Regions from separate parts of the Sus scrofa genome. Here regions 1 and 2 are each linked to region 3. Evidence: chromatin contacts called from public Hi-C and HiChIP or PLAC-seq data. All regions are on one chromosome and are shown on one strand. The core of a region is the stretch at or near the end of the contact, and the rest is flanking DNA. Distances in the headings are between cores, read along the strand shown. Region 1 overlaps MLLT1 (protein ENL). Region 2 overlaps ACER1 (alkaline ceramidase 1). Region 3 overlaps RFX2 (DNA-binding protein RFX2).

Evidence for each region. Hi-C and Micro-C count contacts between places; a contact is called where the count stands out from the background. HiChIP or PLAC-seq counts read pairs in DNA pulled down with a chosen protein or histone mark.
Region 1: a contact with region 3 is called in an H3K27ac HiChIP or PLAC-seq map of alveolar macrophages. The contact joins two enhancer-like sites. A contact is called at or near these places in 1 of 5 promoter capture datasets (fetal skeletal muscle), 6 of 47 Hi-C or Micro-C datasets (alveolar macrophages, embryonic fibroblasts, liver and 3 more) and 1 of 2 datasets of contacts at active chromatin or transcription factors (alveolar macrophages).
Region 2: a contact with region 3 is called in a Hi-C map of omental adipose tissue, with 2.7 times the contacts expected there. The contact joins two enhancer-like sites. A contact is called at or near these places in 1 of 5 promoter capture datasets (fetal skeletal muscle) and 4 of 47 Hi-C or Micro-C datasets (heart right ventricle, mesenteric adipose tissue, omental adipose tissue and 1 more).

The regions. Positions count from the first base shown.
Region 1 is chr2:72,789,594-72,792,961 of Sscrofa11.1, reverse strand. It overlaps MLLT1 (protein ENL), which reads right to left. Exons shown (of 11, transcript XM_021083993.1): 2 at 2,345-2,525. Among named protein-coding and RNA genes, the nearest start is that of MLLT1, 10 kb to the right of the region's middle. Within about 2 kb of position 2,086, at least 3 of the 83 cell types and tissues checked have an H3K27ac peak or open chromatin away from gene starts, as enhancers often do. A contact at or near this core is called in alveolar macrophages, where this site is marked.
Region 2 is chr2:72,720,072-72,723,228 of Sscrofa11.1, reverse strand. It overlaps ACER1 (alkaline ceramidase 1), which reads right to left. Exons shown (of 7, transcript XM_021083989.1): 2 at 714-834. Among named protein-coding and RNA genes, the nearest start is that of CLPP, 8.2 kb to the right of the region's middle. Within about 2 kb of position 1,853, at least 30 of the 83 cell types and tissues checked have an H3K27ac peak or open chromatin away from gene starts, as enhancers often do. A contact at or near this core is called in omental adipose tissue and retroperitoneal adipose tissue, where this site is marked.
Region 3 is chr2:73,047,384-73,050,602 of Sscrofa11.1, reverse strand. It overlaps RFX2 (DNA-binding protein RFX2), which reads right to left. Exons shown (of 17, transcript XM_021083998.1): 15 at 2,449-2,602; 16 at 1,110-1,152; 17 at 1-633. The coding sequence ends at 518. Among named protein-coding and RNA genes, the nearest start is that of RANBP3, 14 kb to the left of the region's middle. Within about 2 kb of position 1,257, at least 12 of the 83 cell types and tissues checked have an H3K27ac peak or open chromatin away from gene starts, as enhancers often do. A contact at or near this core is called in alveolar macrophages, omental adipose tissue and retroperitoneal adipose tissue, where this site is marked.

The sequences.
Region 1 (3,368 bases), core at 837-3,336, 260 kb after region 3:
ATGATAAAGAAACAAACAAAAAAGACCCCAGAAACAATGTCATTAAAACATCTAAATCCTTCTGGGGGAGGCGGGGGATAATTCTAAGACAGGCCACCCACAACAGAACGAGAACCCAGTAGAATCAGACTTTCCAGAAGAGAGTGAAGAAACACTTTCAAAGCTCTAAGTGAGAGTAATTCTCAAACTAGGACACCATATCCAACTAACCTTCCCCTCAAGTGTGGGAAGAGAAGAATGATACTTCAAACACACCAGGAGTCAGAGTTTATTCCCCACACGCCTTTCTGAGGAAATTGCTTCAGTAATTAATCTCTTGGGATACTTCTTGAGGAACGACTCCAGTAAAACAGGAAGATAAACCAAAACATAGGGTAAGAAGACAGTAAATCCCCCCAGGAGAAAAGTAAAGTCCCAGACTGATGGCTAAAGAGGCAGCCTCGAGAGGAGCCAGTTCTGATCAGGGGTGGAAGAGACCAGAATGAAACATCCAAAGGGGGAAAAAACTCCACTGAATAAACGAGGTGTTGCAGAGGATGGAGGAAAGACGAAGCATCTTTGATGAAGACAAATGACGAAAGGGTGGGAGGAGAAGCAAAGGGTGTTCACAAAGCCAAGGGCCAAACATGCAGCCAAGTAAACAGGGCCAAACTTCAACCAAGGTTGAGATAAAGAGCCCATATGACCCTGACATGACCTTGAGCCTTCTTCCTGGAGTGGCCCAGAGTTCAGAGAGGATCCCAACTGGGCCAAGAGTGGAAACAGTCAATACAGTCAGTGCCCTTTGCCAGCTGCCAGCTTCTAGGCTTAATCTCCAGGCCTGGAGCAGAACAACCTTTACAATGTCAAGTGTAGCTCCCAGAAGGAGGGGTGTAAGGTTCGAGTAAAGACGGGGTGCTCCTGCCTTTCTCTTTCTAAGTGGACAGTCAGGAGACCTTGGCCAAAGTTGACGGTGCTGAAGAATCCATTCATTCACTAGACAAGGATTCAGCAAGCACCTACTCTAGCCTTTCAGCACCCGGGACACAGCGTAAACTCTACCACTAGACACAAATCCCTCACTTCGGGGGAGGGCGAGATGGACGAGATAAGTAAGTAATGTATACAACGTCGGAAGATGGTGCTAAGGAGAGAAAACAGAAAAAGGCTAAGAAGACAAAGCTGTACAGGTGAACTGAGCAAAGAAACTACGAGTCAGACTGGCAGCCGGAGGGCCCCAAAGGGTGAGGGAGCCTTCTGTGGAGAACTGAAGGTAGGCCAGCTCCCTCATTCGAAGTCACAAGGACAGATGCTGCAAAATGCAGCGCTTAGAAAGGAGGATGGTATAGCGGGATAATGATCTGCTATTGTCACTGCAGTGGCTCGGGTTGCTGCTATGGCACAGGTTCAATTCTTGGCCCAGGAACTTCCACAAGCCAAAAAACAGTGGCCTTCCCTGCTGAGCCAGAAGTTTCTATTTCTGTAACTTAGGTCATTTCCCCACTAGACAGGAAGACCCGTACTGGCACAGGCCCCCAGTGGGTCCTGGGATGGGCTCCTGCTTGGACCACAGGCCGTGCACATTCTCTCATGACTTGGCCCCGTCCCTGTCCGCCTGGACGGGTGAAGGGGTTGGTAGCCTGGCAGTGGCTCTCCCAGCCCTGAAGCCCTTTTCCAGGAATAAGCCCTTCCCTGCTTTATCAACACATCCATTCAAGAAATATATCATGGACCCCTGTGACATGCCCGGCTTCACATGGGGGCAACCAGCAGGCAGGGCCCTGGTCCCACAGGGCTCACAAGACAGCCTCCAACTTCACTCCAAAGTCCCCATCAAATTCCCTGAGAAGCGTCCTCTACTCCCACACACTCACACCAGCGAGTTCTCGTCTCGCCCCATCAGACACCAGGCTGCAGGTAACCTGGTGCTTCATAGACGGCAGGCTGAGGGGTGAGGCCAGGAGGGAAGGCAGCAGCGAGGTGAGTGCCTTTTCTGCTTTTTGCCCCACACGTGGTGGTTCTTGGAATGGCATGTCTCATCAAACATGGGCCCAGGAAGCGATTTCCTGCTTACTCAGGGGTGGGCATTAAGTTGCCCCTCCCACCCACAACCACAGGCTCCCTCCTCTGGATGCTCCTCAGGGGCTGAGTCTAGGTAATGACACAAGACACAGTCATCAGCTCCACCAGGATTTCCCTATGATGAGGCCCACGGCTGAAGGGGAAGCAGAAGGGAGGGCAGAGGCCCTTTGCAGGGTCAGAGCAGGGCCCGCAAGCTCTCACCGCATACCCCAGGGTGCAGGCCGGCATCTCACAGGGAAGGGAGAGGGAAGGGCCGGGTGTGGGCCAGGCCTGGGGCACTCACCGCGCTTGGGCTTGGGGAAGCTGTCGTGCAGCCGGAAGACCACCTTCTCCACGAAGTGCTGGATATCGCACTGCTCGGGGCCGCGGACGAACACCATCCAGTCGTGCGTGAACCCCTCCGTGGTGGGCTTCTTGCGCAATTGGGCGCGGTGTCCCAGCTCTAACTTGACCTGGACAGTGCACTGGACAGAGAGAAAGGCAGGCACGGGGTCAGTGCAGAGCCCCAAGTAAGGGCTGCAGGCTCACGGACCAGGCCTATGGACTGGCTTTCCACGTCTCTTCTCCCCAGCAAGCTCACGGGGGTCCCCGAGTCTCCTCCCTACCCTGCCCCAGGGGCTGGGCTCCTGCAGCTCCCTCTGCCTTGGATGCTCTCCTCCACCGCCCATGGCCCACTCCTTCCCGTCACTGAGGTCGAGCCTTGACTGCCTCAGGGAAGCCTTCTGTCACCACCCCATCTGAAAGCACCCACCCCACCCCACCCCCATGGCGCTCTTTCTCAGCATTCTCCACTATCAGAGATCCTCTTGCTAATGGTTTGTCCCACGTGCTCTACAGTGGCTCATGGGAATGGCTCCCTGTCTGGAGCAGCAATCCTCAGCAAGCTCTCCTGGAATATGAAAGTGTGACTGTGGTGCAATTATGCCGCCCTTTGGTTCCAGGATCCAAGGACACTAACATCCATGGCTGCTCAAGTCTCTTACATAAAACGGCACCATAAAACGGCACAGTGCTTACACAGAACCACATACACCTTCCCGCATGCTTTAAAGCCCCTCTAGGTCCCTTTTTTTTTTTTTTTTTTGGTCTTTTTGCCTTTTCTAGGGCCGCACCCGCGCCACATGGAGGTTCCCAGGCTAGAGATCTAATTGGAGCTGTAGCCACCAGCCTACACCACAGCAAAGCAGGATCCAAGTCGCTTCTGCGCCCTACACCACAGCTCACGGCAACGCCGCATCCTTAACCCACTGAGTAAGGCCAGGGATCGAACCCGCAACCTCGTGGTTCCTAGTCAGATTCATTAACCA
Region 2 (3,157 bases), core at 604-3,103, 330 kb after region 3:
TACTGGGTATAGCCCTTCCTTTGGGGTTGATGAAAATATTTTAAAACTAGAAAGAGGCAGTACAATTTTGTGAATATACTAAATGCCACTGAATTGTATATGTCAAAATGTTAATCTTATGTGCATTTCATCTCAATTTTTATTTTTTTAATTTATTTTTTATTTTTTAATTTTATGGCTGCACCTGTGGCAGAAGGAAGTTCCTAAACCAGGGATTGAATCCAAGCCACAGCTACCACCTACACTGCAGATGTGGCTACACTGGCTTCTTTAACCCACTGCACCAGGCCAGGGATCAAACCCACACCTCCGTGGCAACCTGAGCCACTGCAGTCAAATTCTCAAGCCACTGTGTCACGGCGGGAACTCCCCACCTCAATTTTTAAAAAAGCACAACATGCTGGAATTCCCTGGGGGCTTATCGAGTTAAGGATCCAGCGTTTCTTGGCAGACTTAGGCTGCTGCTGTGGCTGGTGTTCAATCTCTGGCCCAGAAACTTCCACATGCCATGGGTGTGACCAAATATACCAAAAAAAAAAAACCCACAAACAAAACTATGTCATGCTTATGACATGACCCATAAAAGAACAGAAAGAAGAAAATAAGTATTACCCATACCCCTCCACTCACATTCTTAGCATCTAGGCGTGTGTGGTCCCATCCGCACATATATTTGCAACAACGAGATGGGGGTGTCACCATTGTCTTATTACCTGTTTGTTTTCTCCTTTACAAAGCGGGTCATCTTGGGATATTCAGGGTGTAGTGACTGAGAAAGGACATGGAGGAACTTTCTAGATCTTGAACAGGGTGACGAGTTACATGGGTGTACACCTGGGTTAAAAAAGATTCGTAGAGTTTTACAGTTAAAATGGATACACTTTGGGGGGAAGGGATGACTTAGGAGGAGGGCAATAACAGATACTCACTACTGTATAAAATAGATAATTAACAAGAACCTACTGTATAGCACAGGGAAATCTACTCAATAGTTTGTAATAACCTATCTGGGAAAAAATAATGGACATATGTCTATGAATAACTGATTCACTTTGCTGTACACCTGAAAAGAATACATTATAAGTCAACAAAACTCCAATCAAAAAGGAGAGAGAGAGAGAGAGAGATGGGTACACTTTACTGAGTATATGTTCTACTCCAATAATTTTTTTAGAATTACACACCCAGGGACTATTACCATGTCTATAAAAACGAATGCACAGGAGTTCCTGTCGTGGCTCAGCAGAAAGGAATCTGACTAGCATCCATGAGGACACAGGTTCCATTCATGGCCTTGCTCAGTGGGTTAAGGATCCGGCATTGCCAAGAGGTGTGGTGTAAGTTCCAGATGCGGCTAGGATCTGGCGTTGCTGTGGCTGTGGTGTAGGCCGGCGGCTACAGCTTCAGTTCAACCCCTAGCCCCTGGGAACCTCCACATGCCCCCAGTGCGGCCCTAAAAGGACAAAAAAAAAAAAAAAAAAAAGCGCAACATCGCTTTTCTCGGACCCCATTTAAATATCCGTCCCCTGCACATTTGATGCTTCGGAAACTGCTGGCTGGTCTCAGCAGCTTGTGCCCCTGCCGGATTCATTCTTTTGCCTGATCCGTTCTCTTCCTTGGACCTGTGACTGCCCCCACCCCCAATCCTGGCTCCCTCCACTCACTCCCTCCCCGTTCCTGGGGTAGGGCGGAGAAGGAAAGATCCTATACTCCCCGAGTGCCAGAATTACAGAACCCAGGCTTCTTGGAAATCTCTGCTTGGATATCCACAGGCTGCCCTAACTCATCAGAGCCTAATCCAGGGGTTCTCCGACACTGGGTAATGTCTAGAGACCGTCTTAGTTGACCTGATCGGGGACCGCTACTGACACCTAGTGGATGGAGGCCAGGGATGTTACTGCACATTCTATAATGCACAGGATAACCCTCTCACCACAAAGAACTATTCAACCCCAAATGACAGTAGTGCCAAGGTTGAGAGATGCTGCCCTAAACTAACTCATCACCTTCCCCTGACACCCACATCCCCATCTCAGTAAAGAGTACCTCCATGCACCCAGTGGCCCCAGCCAGAAAGATCTGAACCTTCCCCCCTCCACTATCATAATCAATCCACTCCTGAATTAATCAGGTAATACTAGCTGATTAGTATTACAATGCTACAACGAACAAATCCCAAAATGTTGAATGACCCAGATGTGATGGATGTTCTTTTATGGGTCATGTCTGGCTGGGGCCATTGGGTGCATGGAGGTACTCTTTACTGAGATGTGATGGAAGTATATTGCTCTAAAATAAAAAACGTGTTCCTCTTTGCTGTACAGCCAACACAATACTGCAAATCAACTATAATTTTTAAAAAAACCCATAAAACAAACAAAAAAATGTGTTTATGCAAATGAATTTATCTATGAAACAGAAACAGACTCACAGACACAGAAAAAGACTTGTGGTTGCCAAGAGGGAAGGGAAGTGATGGAGGGATGGCTTGGGAGTTTGGGGTTAGCAAGGCAAACTATTCTTTTTTTTTTTCTTGTCTTTTTAGGGCTGCACCTGAGGCATATGGAAGTTCCCAGGCTATGGGTCAAGTTGGAGCTGTAGCTGTCGCCCTACACCACAGCCACAGCAACTCAGGATCCGAACCACGTCTGCAAACTACACCACAGTTCATGGCAACGCCAGATCCTTAACCCACTGAGTGAGGCCAGGGATCAAACCGGTGTCCTCATATTTACTAGTCGGATTTGTTTCCACTGTGCCACAATGCAAACTCCCCAAACTATAGAATGGTAAACAACAAGGTCTCACTGTAGAATGCAGGGAACACTATGCAATATCCTGTAATAAATCAAATGGGAAAAAAAATCTGAAAAAGAATATATATATATATATATATGTATAACAAATTACAGTCATTAATTCTGCACAGCAGAAATTAATACCACATTGTAAATCAACTATACCCCACTAAAATAAATTTATAAACAACAACAAAAGCAAGTGAGCACACAATTTCATATGTAATGGGTTTGTCTCAAATTAAATAAACACACAATTTTGATGGGAAAAAAAAACATCTCAGTAAAGAATACCTCCATGCACCCAATGGCCTCAGCCAGACATGACCCATAAAAGAACAAAAAGAAGAAAATAAGTA
Region 3 (3,219 bases), core at 8-2,507:
GTTTCTGTGACTTGTTCTTTGAGTCACACGGGACCGTGGGCCACGCACGCCATCCAGGGACGAGACAACAGGGCGGCTGCTTCTGGAGCCCTTTTGCGTCTAGAGACCGGGCTCCTAGGGGTCAGCAGGGCAGGTCCCTCCCCACTGAGGGGCACAAGGGGTCTTGGGGACGCTGGCCAGCCCAGCACTGCCCGACGGTGGCAGGGCACCCGCACGGTGCAAATCGCAGCCCGCTGGGTGGAGATGCCCAGTGTGGAGGTACCGACTGGCCCAGCACGGCCCCTTCCAGCTCTCAGGCGGGAGGTGTGCAGAGCGGGGAAAGGACTTTCAGAAGAAGGTGACACCCGGGTGCTGATAGCTCCCGCGGTGGTCACAACTGTTTTCTTCTTGAGGAAGCACATGTCCTTTAAGGGCGCCCTGGCTGGGAGCCCCGGGAGTCCGAGTAAAGGTCACTTGGTCTAAGAGGCACTGTTGCGGTGGAGCTCGGGCGGGGCCGCAGCCAAGAGGTGCCCCTGAGCTAGACGCCCTGCAGGGGGTGGTTGGGGTCACTGCGCTCCCGCTTCACCAGCGGCTCACCCCGGCCTCGGGCCTCTGATCGGGCCTCACTGCCTCCACGGTCCTCGCTGATGTCATCTGTGGGGTTGGGTGGGGGGTGGGGGGCATGGGAGGGTCAGGGGTGGGGAGCACATCCTCAGAGAGGCCAGGTGCAGGGTGCTGTCTCTGCTGGGTAACCTGGGGGCCCTCTTCCCCATGACCAGTGCCCAGGTGCCTGTGTCATGTCCCAGCAGGGCCGCCCTCGGAGGTTGGTCCTCCCACCCCTGTGGTTCAGGGAATGGGCCTGGGGGTGGGGTGCCCTCTGGTCCACCCGTCCTGTGCCCCCCTGTGGCTGTGGATGGAGGAGGCCCTTGGCCACCCAGGCCTGTGCGCGGCCCTGCTCCTTGAGGGCCTGCTGGGGAGGTGCCCAGGAAGCAGAAGTGAACATAATCCAGGAGGAAGGGGCAGGGCCTCTGCTCTGAGCCCACCCCTGACCCCACTGGGATGCCTCGTGCTGCTCAGGGTCACCTGCCCGGGGGGTCAAGGATGGGAGGGAAAGCCCCAGACACACTCACCTTTGTCGAGCAGTGTCAGCGACAGGGAGGCCAGATCGTTGAACTGCAAGAGAGAAGCCCAGAGTGAGTGGCCTCCACAGACTGGGTCCTGGGAAGGTCAGCAGTGTCCTTGCCCACAGGGGAAGTGGGCTGTGGCTTTGTGGGTGAGCAGTGGCTCTGAAGCTGCTGGGTGTCTGGGTGTGTCCCCACACCCTCCAGAGCCAAGCCTGGGAGCTGTTGGAGGGTGGATGGGTGCCGACTGAACGGGCCAGCAAGGGGACAGAGACTGGGGCTTCTGCGTGGTGACCATGAAGGAACAGCTGCTGCTTATTGCAGGCTCACTGTGTATTCAAAGCTCATGAGCATCACTCTTTTCTTCCTCAAAACAACCCAGCATGACTGAGCAATTCTGCTAAGTAAACACCCCAAAGAGTGAAAACAGGTGCTCAAACAAAACTTGTACACAAGTGCTCACAGCAGCACAGTTCACAGCAGCCAGAAGGCAGAAACAGCACAAGTATTCACCAACAAAGGACAGATAAGCACAACGGTGCATCTCCATGCAATCAGATATTACTTTGCCATAAAAAAGGAGAAGGGAGTTCCCATCATGGCGCAGTGGAAATGAATCTGACTAAGAACCATGAGGTTTTGGGTTCGATCCCTGGCCTTGCTTAGTGGGTTAAGGATCCGGTGTGGCTGTGAGCTGTGGTGTAGGTCGCAGATGCGGCTCGGATCCCTTGTTGCTGTGGCTCTGGTGTAGGCCAGCAGCAGTAGCTGTGATAAGCCCCTAGCCTGGAAACCTCCATATGCCACGGGTATGGCCCTAAAAAGCGGGGGTGGGGTGGGGTGGGGGGGTGGGAAGGAAGGAAGAAGCTGTGATACCCATGACAGTGCAGGGGAACCTTGAAAACATTATGTTGAGTGAGAGAAGCCAGACCCCAGAGGCCCCAGAGTATGTGCTTCCATCAGTGGGAAATGCCCAGAACAGGCCAATCCATAGAGACAGAGAGTGGGTTGGGTTGGTGGTTGCTGGGGACTGGGGGAGGGGAAGGGGGGGGTGACTGCTCATGGAGATGAGGTTTTCCTTTGGGATGAGGGAATGGTCTAGAACTAGATGGGCGGTGGTTTTACCTTGCTGTGTGTTGACTTTCAGATGGTTAAAGTGGCCAGTTTTATGTTCTGTGTATTTTACCATGATGAGACAGGAAGTCCCACCCAGGTCATGTGAGCAGGTGACAGAGGAGCCAGGCTCTGCCCAGGTCTGTCTGGCTCTCCCTTCCCCACCCACTGGCACCCCTCCCACCCCGAGTGTGTTCTCTGGGGCCCCCAAAGCCGGCTCTCTTGGAAGGGCCCTCACCTCTCCCATCACTGCGATCGGCGTCTCTCCAGTGGCCTCTGCAACGCGGTGCTCGACCAGGTAGAACATGTACTCGTCGTACAGCAGGCGGATGAGGTGGAAGGAGCCGAAGCTGGCGGCGCTGCGCAGCGTGAGGTCACGGATCACCATGGAGCTGGGGCGGCAGACAAGGGCTGGCACCTCTGGGACATGGGCCTCTGGCCAGCCCACTAGGGGCCTGCCAGCTGCCCGGACCACCCCCTGTCCTGACTCGAGCCATGACTGGCTTCCCAAGAGCTAGTGGCCTTTCCTGCCCTCCCCACAGCCTCAGTCAGTGCTTTTTTTTTTTGGCCGCCCCGTGGGGCCTATGGAGTTTCCAGGCCAGGGACCAGATCCAAGGCGCAGTCTCTACCTAAGCCGCTGCGGCAACGCCAGATCCTTAACCCATTGTGCCAGGCTAGGGATTGAACCTGCGTCCCAGCACTCCCAAGACACCGCCAATCCCGTTGTGCCACAGCAGAAACTCCTAGTCAGAGCTTTTAGGTGCCTGAAAACAAGGCTTAAGTTCAAGGTACTTCTGCCTCTTTCATCTAGAGCAGGGGATGGCGAACTGTAGCCTGATCCAGACCAGATCCAGCCCACTGCCTGGTTTTGGACAGCCAGGGAGCCAAGAATGGTTTTTACTCTTTTGAATGGTTGGGGGAAACAGTCCAAAGAATTCTATTTCACGACACATGAAAAATATCTGAAATTTAGAAACTGACAGAACACCATAAGTCAACTATAATGGAA